2 separate regions of the Mus musculus genome follow, and region 1 is linked to region 2. The links are chromatin contacts, called in public promoter capture Hi-C maps. All regions are on one chromosome and are shown on one strand. The core of a region is the stretch at or near the end of the contact, and the rest is flanking DNA. Distances in the headings are between cores, read along the strand shown. Region 1 holds the start of Nop14 (NOP14 nucleolar protein). Region 2 holds the start of Gtf3c2 (general transcription factor IIIC, polypeptide 2, beta).

Region 1 (5,378 bases), core at 2,813-5,312, 3.5 Mb after region 2:
CTGCATATCTCACAGACAAGAGAATTTAGTGATCTAACTGTTTACCATCTGAGTCTGACATCTGACATCAACTGCCAAGGTTAAGTATTTGGTATTTTGTTCTCTCACATTTCTCCAGAACTAAGACTAACTGTCACATAAACTATTAACGAATGAATGAATGACTCCTGAATCTCCTGGTAAATTTGGTTTATTTGATATAGTGGTATATTAGTTAAGTAAGGTTAACATTCACTCTGCTTCGTGTTGTTACCTACAGGCACAGGCTAAATACCAGTTCCTGCACAAAGCCGATCTAACAGTCCAACACGAATGCCATAGCTACATCTACTAGGGCAGAATTTATGAACGTTTAGGGAGCTAGGCAATGCAGAAGAGCTCTTGCTAAGTCAATGAGGTGGGTTTTTGCGCAGCTCTAACTCTGTGCTTAGAGATAAAACTGGCTATTGTGGTAGGAATGAACAGTGCTTTATCAGTCCCAAAAGGCATTGGTCACACATACCAACCTACAGCTGAGACAAACATACAAAACAAAGAACAAAAGCAAAAACCCTGACCTATGCAGTTCATCAAGAGGTTAAAATATCATTTCCAGGAGAAAGTCCAACAAGAAACACACTGTCCCTTGCTCCAAGCTACCAGGCTTCTGACTTACCTGACAATGCCCCCCGGTCTTCAGTATCACTGTCACTGTCCACAATGTCATTATGCTTTTCAATGTCAGCCAAGGACTGGCCATAATGAGTCAATTCTTCATCTTCATTTAGGTTGTAGATGTTCTTTTTCTCATGATATCGCTTGACAAAAAGGGTTAACGTCAGTTACTTAAAATTATTGTGTTTATTTCCTAGAAAATTAGTTATTTTCCACTATATGAGAGATATGACCGTACATGATCAGTATGAAAATTATTCTGGATCATTTGAAAGATGATTGAAATACATGCAGAACTTGTTGAGAAAATTTTTTTTTAATTAGGTATTTTCCTCGTTTACATTTTCAATGCTATCCCAAAGGTCCCCCATACCCACCCCCCCCAATCCCCTACCCACCCACTCCCCCTTTTTGGCCCTGGAGTTCCCCTGTACTGGGGCATATAAAGTTTGCAAGTCCAATGGGCCTCTCTTTGCAGTGATGGCCGACTAGGCCATCTTTTGATACATATGCAGCTAGAGACAAGAGCTCCGGGGTACTGGTTAGTTCATATTGTTGTTCCACCTATAGGGTTGCAGTTCCCTTTAGCTCCTTGGGTACTTTCTCTAGCTCCTGCATTGGGGGCCGTGTGACCCATCCAATAGCTGACTGTGATCATCCACTTCTGTGTTTGCTAGGCCCCGGCATAGTCTCACAAGAGAGAGCTATATCTGGGTCCTTTCAGCAAAATCTTGCTAGTGTATGCAATGATGTCAGCATTTGGAAGCTGATTATGGGATGGAGAAAATTCTTATCTAAGTCAACTCGGCTAAGCTAAGCTCCTACTCAGTCTCCCCCTTGGCAATGGTTCCCTACTCACTCCTCCAACCAACAAAGCTGAAGGCAGGACCTCAGCCGACTCTGACACGTTACTATTTGCTATTTGCTCTCGTAAAGGTATTTATCTACTAGTAACTCTTCGACTCTTCAAAGTACCTTCCCCTTTGTCTTCGCAGATGGGACACACCCCTTGAGACATATCCCCTGTACATGGCAGGCAAACCACTCAGAGGTGAACAAGGAGAAGCACCCTTCACCATGGCGGGCCTTGTGTAAAGTTTAGAGCAAAGACGTCCCTGCCATTCTTTTTCCATACCTGTTGCTCCAGAGCAAATCTCTTCATCATCTTTTCCTCTGGGCTTATGTTGCTATTATACTCCCCAAAGCGTTTGTCTGCGAACACATTGGACTTGTTCCTTTCTTTGTACTCCTTTAGTAAAGTTTGGGTTCTCTGGAAAACACATCACACATCAATGATTCTCACATAAAATCTCTATAATCTTCACTGAGGTGGCCACCAGAAGGGGTTGTAAAGTTGAGAAGAATACAGTTTGCCACTTTATTTAATGCTAATAACCAGTACATGTGGCAGGTATACTGCATGAAACTCAAGGCTTAATTAGAAACAGCTGATGTGGTTCTGTTAGATGCCACATTATTCTATTTTCAAATGTCCTCTCTGCCATCCTTGGCCTATAGTTTATACTGGTGAATTATTAGACAGTCATTTGTATTTTTTATAATGCATGCATTGAACCACATACAGGACATACACAGGACAGTGTCAGCTCCTTGCAGTATGGATATTTTACCCAATTCAAAAGAAATTTCCTGCTGGGCAGTGGTGGCGCACACCTTTGATCCCAGCACTTGGGAGGCAGAGGCAGGCGGATTTCTGAGTTCCAAGTCAGCCTGGTCTACAGAGTGAGTTCCCAAGACAGCCAGGGCTACACAGAGAAACACTGTCTCGAAAGAGCAAAAAGAAAAAGAAATTTCCTTACAAAGTTACAATGCGATTCCCTTTAAGGACAGACCCAGATGTGATCAAATACCATAGTGGTGAGGTTATTATTTATTTATTTATTATTTATAATATAAATGTATTAAAAATAAAATTTAAATTAAATTTAAAATAAAATTAGTAATTAAGTTTTTTTAAAAAAGAAATTTCCTTCAATCTAAAGATCTCATGTAAACTGGATCCTTTGTAACAAAGTACAGATTTGTAGCTGTGAAGGGCAAAGGCTAGGTCTTACTTATCCCCTTTACAAACATTACCAATAAGTCTAACCTATTAATTTTCTCAAAGTAACCATGAATTGCCTTTTACTTACTCATTTCTTTTATTTATTTTTTGAGACTCAACTGGAAGTTTTGAGTCTCACCATAAAGCCCTTAAACTCAGAGATCCACCTGTCTCCGATTCCCCAGAGATTAAAGCCACAGCACAAACGGCACTCACAAACTTTTATTTTTTAAAGTCAAACGAACGTCAGCAGTTACATAGAGAATGCCATTTGTTGAACTGGTTTTGAAAGGAAGGTACAATATACTCTTGAGATGGGGCCATAAGAACAAGGATGGAAGCTATGAGGTTATCCCCAAAAGGTACTATTCCAGTGACTTCCCAAGGGACAAGCTCATGAAATTCAGAGGAAGGACAATTTCCAAACATTCAAAGAGCATACTCTGTAAACCCTATCCACGGGACGAATACTGTCATGGTCAAAGCATACAGAGCAGTGGTACAGGGCAGCTCAGAGCTCAGAAGAGATTGACTCTTAGGCCCTAAAAGCTCCAAGAAGAGTCAAGAAGAATGTATACCTGGAAGATCCCAAGGAGGAAGGGTTTCCAGAGGAAGCGCATTCGATATCAAGCAAAGGAGAGGCAGTGTTATGCCTCAGTCCTGATCGTTTTGCTGGCTAGTTTAAGGCAAACTTGACACAAAGTATAGTCATCAGAAAGAAGGGAATTTCAATTGGAAAAAAATACTTTCATAAGACCGGGCTGCAAGCAAGCCCAAAGAGCATTTTACTAATTAGTGATTGACCGCGGAGGGCCCACCTATGTGCTAGCAGCGGTCCTAGGTTCTTTAAGAAAGCAGGCTAAGCAAGCTATAGAGAGCAAGCCAGTAAGCAGCACCCCTCATGACTTCTACATCAGCTCCTGCCTCTAATTTCCTCAATGATGGAAATATATAAGTGTAAGCCAAATAAATCTTTTTCTCCCCAAATGGCTTTCACTAGCCACTGGGCATAGTACGCAGAACCTGGGTAGAGCCTATCCCCTCACCTTCCTGATGGCACGAGCGCGGGACACCCCGGGCAGGCCCACATCGTGGCGCGTCTTCCTGCCAAGGATCTGGAACTTCTGCCGGTTGACTTTCACTTCAAATGGGTTTGGGTTAGTTTTCGCCGGGCCTCCGGACGCCCCTGCGGGCGCTTTGTGGACCTGCCTCCGCGCCCCAGTCCGCTTGGCTTTCCCCATGACATTCACTCCGCCACACTTTGGACGACAGTGCGTACAGACCAAGCAGTTCAAGAAACTCGTGCATAGGATGCTGATGTAAAACCACGCCCAGCTTCGTCTCGCGATGAGTGCGTCAGCTTCCCGTATTTCGCGAGAAGTACACAAGTCCTGGATGACACTAAACAGGCACTACAGTTTACTGGATTAAAGACTACAACTCCCAGGAGGCCACACTTCCTCGACTTCCTGGCGCTGGGCCTTATGGGATCTGTAGTGTCCCGAGAGCCGCCACAGTATCCTCAGACGCCGCCCCGAGGGGAGCTCTCGGGCTCCCTCTGGAGGAAAACCGTTAGCCGGGGCCCAGCTGTCTTGCGAGTTAACTGGCGGCTGCGGCTGCCGCTGCTGGAGCTGTCGCCGTCGCCGCTGGAGACCGCTCTCGAGTTTGTAAGCTCCTCGGTAGGGTAGGGCGCGGCGAAGGTTGAGTGCTGCCCAGGACCCGGCGCTGAGGAGAGAGTTACGCGCCCTGGGCCTGGGCGATGATGCTGAGAGGAGCTCGAGCTACCGCGCGCCGGCGCCGATAGCGGAAGCCCCTTGCCGGGACAGCAACAGAGCTGGAACCCGTAGCGAGCCTACCCGTGTCCCATCTCCGCGGCGACCGCGACGGCGACAGCGACGGCGACGACGGCAGCGCTCCTGTTGGCAGTTGTGGCGACCCCGGAGGAGGCGGAGGAAGAAGCGACAGAGACGGTCGCTGTCGCGGAGGGCCACCGTCCAGAAGCCGCGTTCCTCAAAGGACAAGGGATGCCCCGAGGCTTCTGCCGCGGGTTTAGGATCTCCTTCCCCGCAGCCTTCCCCGTCTCCATTGCCTCGACTCCGAAAAGTTCGACGTCGGAAACCGCGGCAGCGACGGCGCAGGACAGCGATCATGGAACTCGAGAACTTCGTGGCCAACAATCTGTTGCTGAAGGCCCGTCTAGGTGGGTGCACCCCGGGCTCCCCGTCTCCCCGAAGGTAGCGCCTCCTAGGAACTTTAACCTTGGAGAGAATCCTGATTCCTTGGTACCTTATTGTCTAATAAGGGAGTTTTGATTCTACTGGAACCAATTCTGGATTGGAGCTGCAGCTTAGCGGGTGTCAGTCAGTGATCCTGGGCTAACTTTTGTTGTTTTGAAACAGTAGCGCTAGCCTAACAGGCACAAGGGGCTGATTGAGTTCCATCTCACTCTCAGCGCTGCTAATCTGAAAGACAGAGTATGGAAAGTTATGCATTGCACACTTTCTAGGATTACCCAGGCAAAGGTTCCATGGGAAGTAGACGCTATTAAGAAGCTTCAGTGTGTTCACCTCACAGAATGTGAAGTATATTCTTTGAGAAAAACCAGTGAGTAACAGATGTTTTTGATTTTTCTTTTTGTTCCTTTTAAAAATTGATTTTA
Region 2 (5,213 bases), core at 401-2,900:
GCCTTCCTGGTTTACTACACTATTCGAACTCGATGCATGAATCAGTATATAACTTTTTTCAGTGAGTGACTCAACATACAAAAAAAAAATCCTTTTAAAAATTCACTTCTGAGGGAGGGTGTGGGGGACTTTTGGGATAGCATTGGAAATGTAATTGAGGAAAATACGTAATAAAAAAAATACAAAAAAAAAAAAGAAAAAATTCACTTCTAGTAAAAGGCAGTGGCAGTGAATGGTAGAATTCCTATTTAGGATCTGACAATACAAATTTTAAACAGTAAAGGAAGAAATGTTCAGTAAATTCTAACTAGGATTTTTATATCCCATACTGTCTGATTTCCTTGCTGCTTCAGGTTGCTAACCTGACTACTTTGGCAAAAGAAAAACAATTAGATAATACTTCATCTTAAACACGGACTCACTTCACATACACTGTTTAATACACTGGTTCCCAAAGTATTCCTATCATGCAACTGGTGATTTATCAGATAATTTTACTGGTCCAAAAACAAACATATTATTTGTACAAAAACCTGCAACTCACGTTTTCAGTTGATACTGCTAGAAACTAAAGAGTGTAAATCTGAATAGAACAACTTAAAACTATTAGGAAAAATGGCACTGCAGTTGATAGCGGTAAGCGGTAAAAGGTAACGTAAGCAAAGGTTAATTTGAATTTATGTAACAATCAATGTACCTCCAAGGGCAAAAAGACCTGGTTATGTCCTAAACCTGCCCAGAAAAGTGAATTACCTCCTGTGGGGGTGAAGTCGCCATCTCTGTCTTGTCCAAAAGACGGCAAACTTGCCGCGGGATAAAAGGACCAGTATAAGGAAACATAACTGGCCCTTGGCTGCGCCAATGGGGTTGCAGCGCGCGGGGCACAACCCCCGGGGTTAGAGCCACTTGGAGGAAAAGGCTGAGACACAGTAAGAGGGAATGAGCACAAGAGGACTGACTGCAATCAGACAGAGACACCACCACCTGCCATTCCCCAATCCTGGCCGTGGGGGCAGCTTTCGAGCCCCAGGCGAGCCCTGATTTCCCTAAGCCTTAAGATAACTGCAGGTTCACCCAAGTCCGAAGGCCCAACGTAACGAGTTCAACGTAAGCAGTGCAGAAACCTGAGTCCAGTTTACCGCGCTACATACACCGAATTGGGGAAGAAGGTAAGACCGGCTGGCAGAGATGGGGGATGCTCAGTGGCCCCAGTGGGGACGGAGGAGAGAGCTCGACGGTTCTCGGGAGAAGCGCAAAGGCTAGGAGGCGCGCTGTCTTGCGCGGGAGTAAGACGGGAATCGGGAATCGGTTCCCATTGCCTTAGCGCTACGGCAAAAGAATGGGAGGAGTAATTTTGGGTCCCCCGCACACCCCGTTGCGGTACACTCACCCGCGCCAAAGTCCTTCCGGAAGTCCAAGTTCGAAGATGGCGCCGCCTGTCGGGTCGCGGTTTTATGACGAAATCTTGATCGGCTCTTCCTTGCCCCGCCCCCGAGACAAGGTAAACGCAAGCTTGGTCTGGAACGCGTTTCCTGCCGAGCTTTCTTTTAAACTCTGTGTTCCATAATGCAGCGCGGCGCGGCACTGAGCCCTCCGACGCCCGCGAGCTGGAGCGTGGCTTCCGCGGCCCTAGGACACTGCAGGGCCTTCTGGGAATTTCAGCGACCGGAAGGGGAGGTCGGCGCCTGCGCGGCACCGCAGCTCCACCAGCAGCCTTGTGGAAAAGCATTGAAGAGGAAAGTGTCGCGCTTCTGCTGTCGCCGAGCGTTCCGACCTGCCTTTCCACCCAGGTTGCTGGCTTTGTGGAGAAAAGAGCCTGACCACACCTGATTCTTAACTACAGTCCCGAGCTTCGACGGACTAGGAGACAATCCCTCGCCCCCAGAGATCTCCTGATTTTCTGCTGCCAGTGAATGAGCCAAGACAGGAAGAAAATAAAGAGGAGGGCTTGGAAAGAGGCCAAGGGAAGAAAAGAGCGGGGGGAGCCTAGCCTGGGTGGGTAGGCTGCGCTTTTAAAGAGAGCATCAACCCAGGCCTCACGCCACTCCCTCACTGGGAAGTGGCCTCCGAGCAACAAGGTTTTCAGCCTTTTAAAACCATGTAGCTTTCACAGATCTGCCTTTACCCAGGAGGAGGGCGAATTAAAATGAACCGGAAGAGGTGAAATATGGCAGCTTTCCCCTTTCTAAATAGTCTTGTTCAATTATTCCCTTGGTTAAATCTTTACAAAGAGTAATGGTGCACGCTTATAATCCCAGCACTCCGGAGATGGAGTCAGGAGGATTAGCAGTTCAACGTGATCCATGACTACTTGGAAATTGGAAATCAGCCTGTACTATATTAGACCATGTCTCAGAAAAATGAGAAAGGGAGAAAACAATGGGGCACGTCAACTCCCAGACTAGGTACTCAAGGCTGAAGCAGGAAGATCTCTTGAGCTCAGGAATTCAGGTTCTACCAGGGTAATCCTGTATCCTACCAATTAAAAAAGGAAAAAGGGATTTAGCCAAAATCTGAAAGGAAAGAAAGAGAACACCCAGTTCTCCGACATCCTCTTATGCTCAAATGACAGCATTTTGAATGGCTGTCTTCCTCTTTTAGATAATAGCTCCTAAACATTTTATAGGGAGTAACAGATTTAGTGCTTTGATGAACAACATCTCTTAAAATCCTGCCTCTGGTTAAGTTCTCTTTGGTTTTATCACACAAAAAAATTTTTTTAAAATAACTTTGATTTTGGAAAAAGATTCTCAAAGTTTAAGATACAACAAGTGAAAGCTCTTTTCTTTCTTTTTTAAGATTTATTATTATATCTAAGTACACTGTAGCTGACTTCAGACTCACCAGAATCATTACGGATGGTTGTGAGCCACCACGTGGTTGCTGGGAATTGATCTCAGGACCTTCAGAAGAGCAGTCAGTGCTCTTAAATGCTGAGCCATCTCTCCAGCCTGAAGGCTCTTTTTTAAGCTTAACTAACCCTGCACGCAGTTGATCTGTTTCTCATTGTTGGTCCAGCGTATGTATTTATACTGAAATTCCCTTTTATGGAATACCATAGTTGGTCTGGAGCGCATCACGGCTCCGCATCAGCCTAAGTGCTCTCATTACAAGCACAAACCTCCATGTCTATCAATTCTTGTGTGCGTGTGAGAGAGAAACTATGCTCACATTCATGTGGGTGCTTTTCGAGGCCAGAAGAGGATGTTAGGTCACTTGGTGCTGGAAGCCATCTAACATGGGTCCTGGGAAACTGGTCCTCTAAAAGAGAAGCACACACCCTTAACCACTGAGATCTCTCTTCCACCCCTGTCTGACTGGGGTTTTTTTTGTTGTTGTTTTTGTTTTCTTTTTCTTTCTTTCTTTTTTTTTTTTTTTTTTTGAGACAGAATTTCTCTGTATAGTTCTGTCTGTCCTGGAACTCAATTTGTAGACCAAGCTGGCCTTGAACTCAGAAATCTGCCTGCCTCACCCTCTCAAGTGCTAGAACTAAAGGCGTGCTCCACCACTGCCCAGAACTGTTGCAGGATTTGATCATACTGTGACCTCAGATTGTTATTTACTGGAAAAACCTGTTTTTATTTGTCGTGCGGCTCAGCCTTAGCACACACATTTTTGGTTTTTCCAGACAGGGTTTCTCTGTTTAGCTCTGGCTGTCCTGGAACTCACTTTGTAGACCAGGCTGGCCTTGAACTCAGAAATCCGCCTGCCTCTGCCTCAGCACACACCTTTAATCCAATATTACAATATTGAATACTGTAAACAGGAATAAATAAAGTCTGATCAAGAGGAGGAGCAAGCAACCAGTTGACAGAAGTGAAGGTAGGATTATTAGGAGTCAGGGAGACAGACGAACGAAGTAGAGGGAGGGACATCGGTTTGAAGAAGGGACATAAGAGATGTCAGCTGCTGAGTGCTTTCTCTGCCTCTCTGAGCTGCAGGCTTTCTTTCACCAGAAAGAATTATAGATTGCTACTATAATCTTTGTTTGTTTGTTTGTTTGTTTGTTTTGGTTTTTCGAGACAGGGTTTCTCTGTGTAGCCCTGGCTGTCCTGGAACTCACTTTGTAGACCAGGCTGGCCTCGAACTCAGAAATCCACCTGCCTCTGCCTCCCAAGTACTGGGATTAAAGGCGTGCACCACCATGCCTGGCCTGCTACTATAATCTAATGTCTAAGTTCCTTCAGACATGTTACTGTATGGCTAGGATGAATGCCTTGAAGTTGAATTACTGGGCCAGTATTTAGGTAAGCACACTTATAGTTTTAGTCAATAAACATTCTCTTAGGTGTTCTGACTCAGTCTCTAATTTCTTGACAGTTATCTTTCTAAAGCATGAGCCTAATCCTGTTGCTTTGCTCTAATCCTGTTGTATCACTGAGTGGTACATACTCATACTGATCTAAAATAAGATGCCACGGAGTATGGTAGTCCAAAGCCTGGAGACCCAGTACATAGAAGCACTTGGAAGGCCAAGTGCCCTTCACGGACAGCCTCGCCCTGGCTGAAAAACAAAAACTAGAGAGTATAAAAGAACAGTGAAGTATTTATCCTTCCTTTCCAGTAGGACTTAGAGTTTAGAAAAACAAAGTGATGTGAGGGACTTACACTCCCACCCTCCCTTTCTCATTTGATTTGTGTAGCAGCCTACGCTGGCTACAAGTACATGAATCTTCTGCCTTAGCCTTCCTTGTGCTGGCTGTTTTGCAGGCATGTGCCATCATACCCTATAAAATGATTATTACTAAATATGGAAAGAATGAGAGTTAGAAAAAAAAACCACTTTTATATTCCAGTGCAAATATTCAGATAGCCAACAGCAGTTGGATAAAACCACTATTCATGAAAAGTTCAGGGAAATTTTCTCCAGGAAACACTCATTACTAAAAATAAAATCACACACCATTGTTTGCTCCCTGATACAAAGCAGGATGAAGCACTTTGACCCATCTAGGTATCCCTACCAAAAAGGTAAATCAGAAATTACATGGCTTACAGAAATGAGTTTATACTACTTAAAAAAGAAGACATCCCAGCCGGACATGGTGGTGCACGTCTTTAATCCCAGCACTCGGGAGGCAGAGGCAGGCAAATCTCTGAGTTCGAGGCCAGCCTGGTCTACAGAGTGAGTTCCAGGACAGCCAGGGCTACAGAGAAACCCTGTCTCATAAAACCAAAATAAAAAAAAAAAAGGCATCCCAAAAGAAAAAGAA

The links. Promoter capture Hi-C pulls out the DNA fragments that hold promoters and counts their contacts.
Region 1: a contact with region 2 is called in a promoter capture Hi-C map of liver. The contact joins the promoter of Nop14 here to the promoter of Gtf3c2 in region 2. A contact is called at or near these places in 1 of 39 promoter capture datasets (liver) and 1 of 484 Hi-C or Micro-C datasets (CD4 T cells).

The regions. Positions count from the first base shown.
Region 1 is chr5:34,656,086-34,661,463 of GRCm38.p6, forward strand. Nop14 (NOP14 nucleolar protein) reads right to left here and starts at 4,063. Exons shown (of 18, transcript NM_029278.2): 1 at 3,766-4,063; 2 at 1,790-1,924; 3 at 656-797. The coding sequence starts at 3,960. Grk4 (G protein-coupled receptor kinase 4) reads left to right here and starts at 4,294. Exons shown (of 16, transcript NM_019497.2): 1 at 4,294-4,919. The coding sequence starts at 4,868.
Region 2 is chr5:31,178,494-31,183,706 of GRCm38.p6, forward strand. It overlaps Gtf3c2 (general transcription factor IIIC, polypeptide 2, beta), which reads right to left and starts at 1,651. Exons shown (of 19, transcript NM_027901.2): 1 at 1,391-1,651.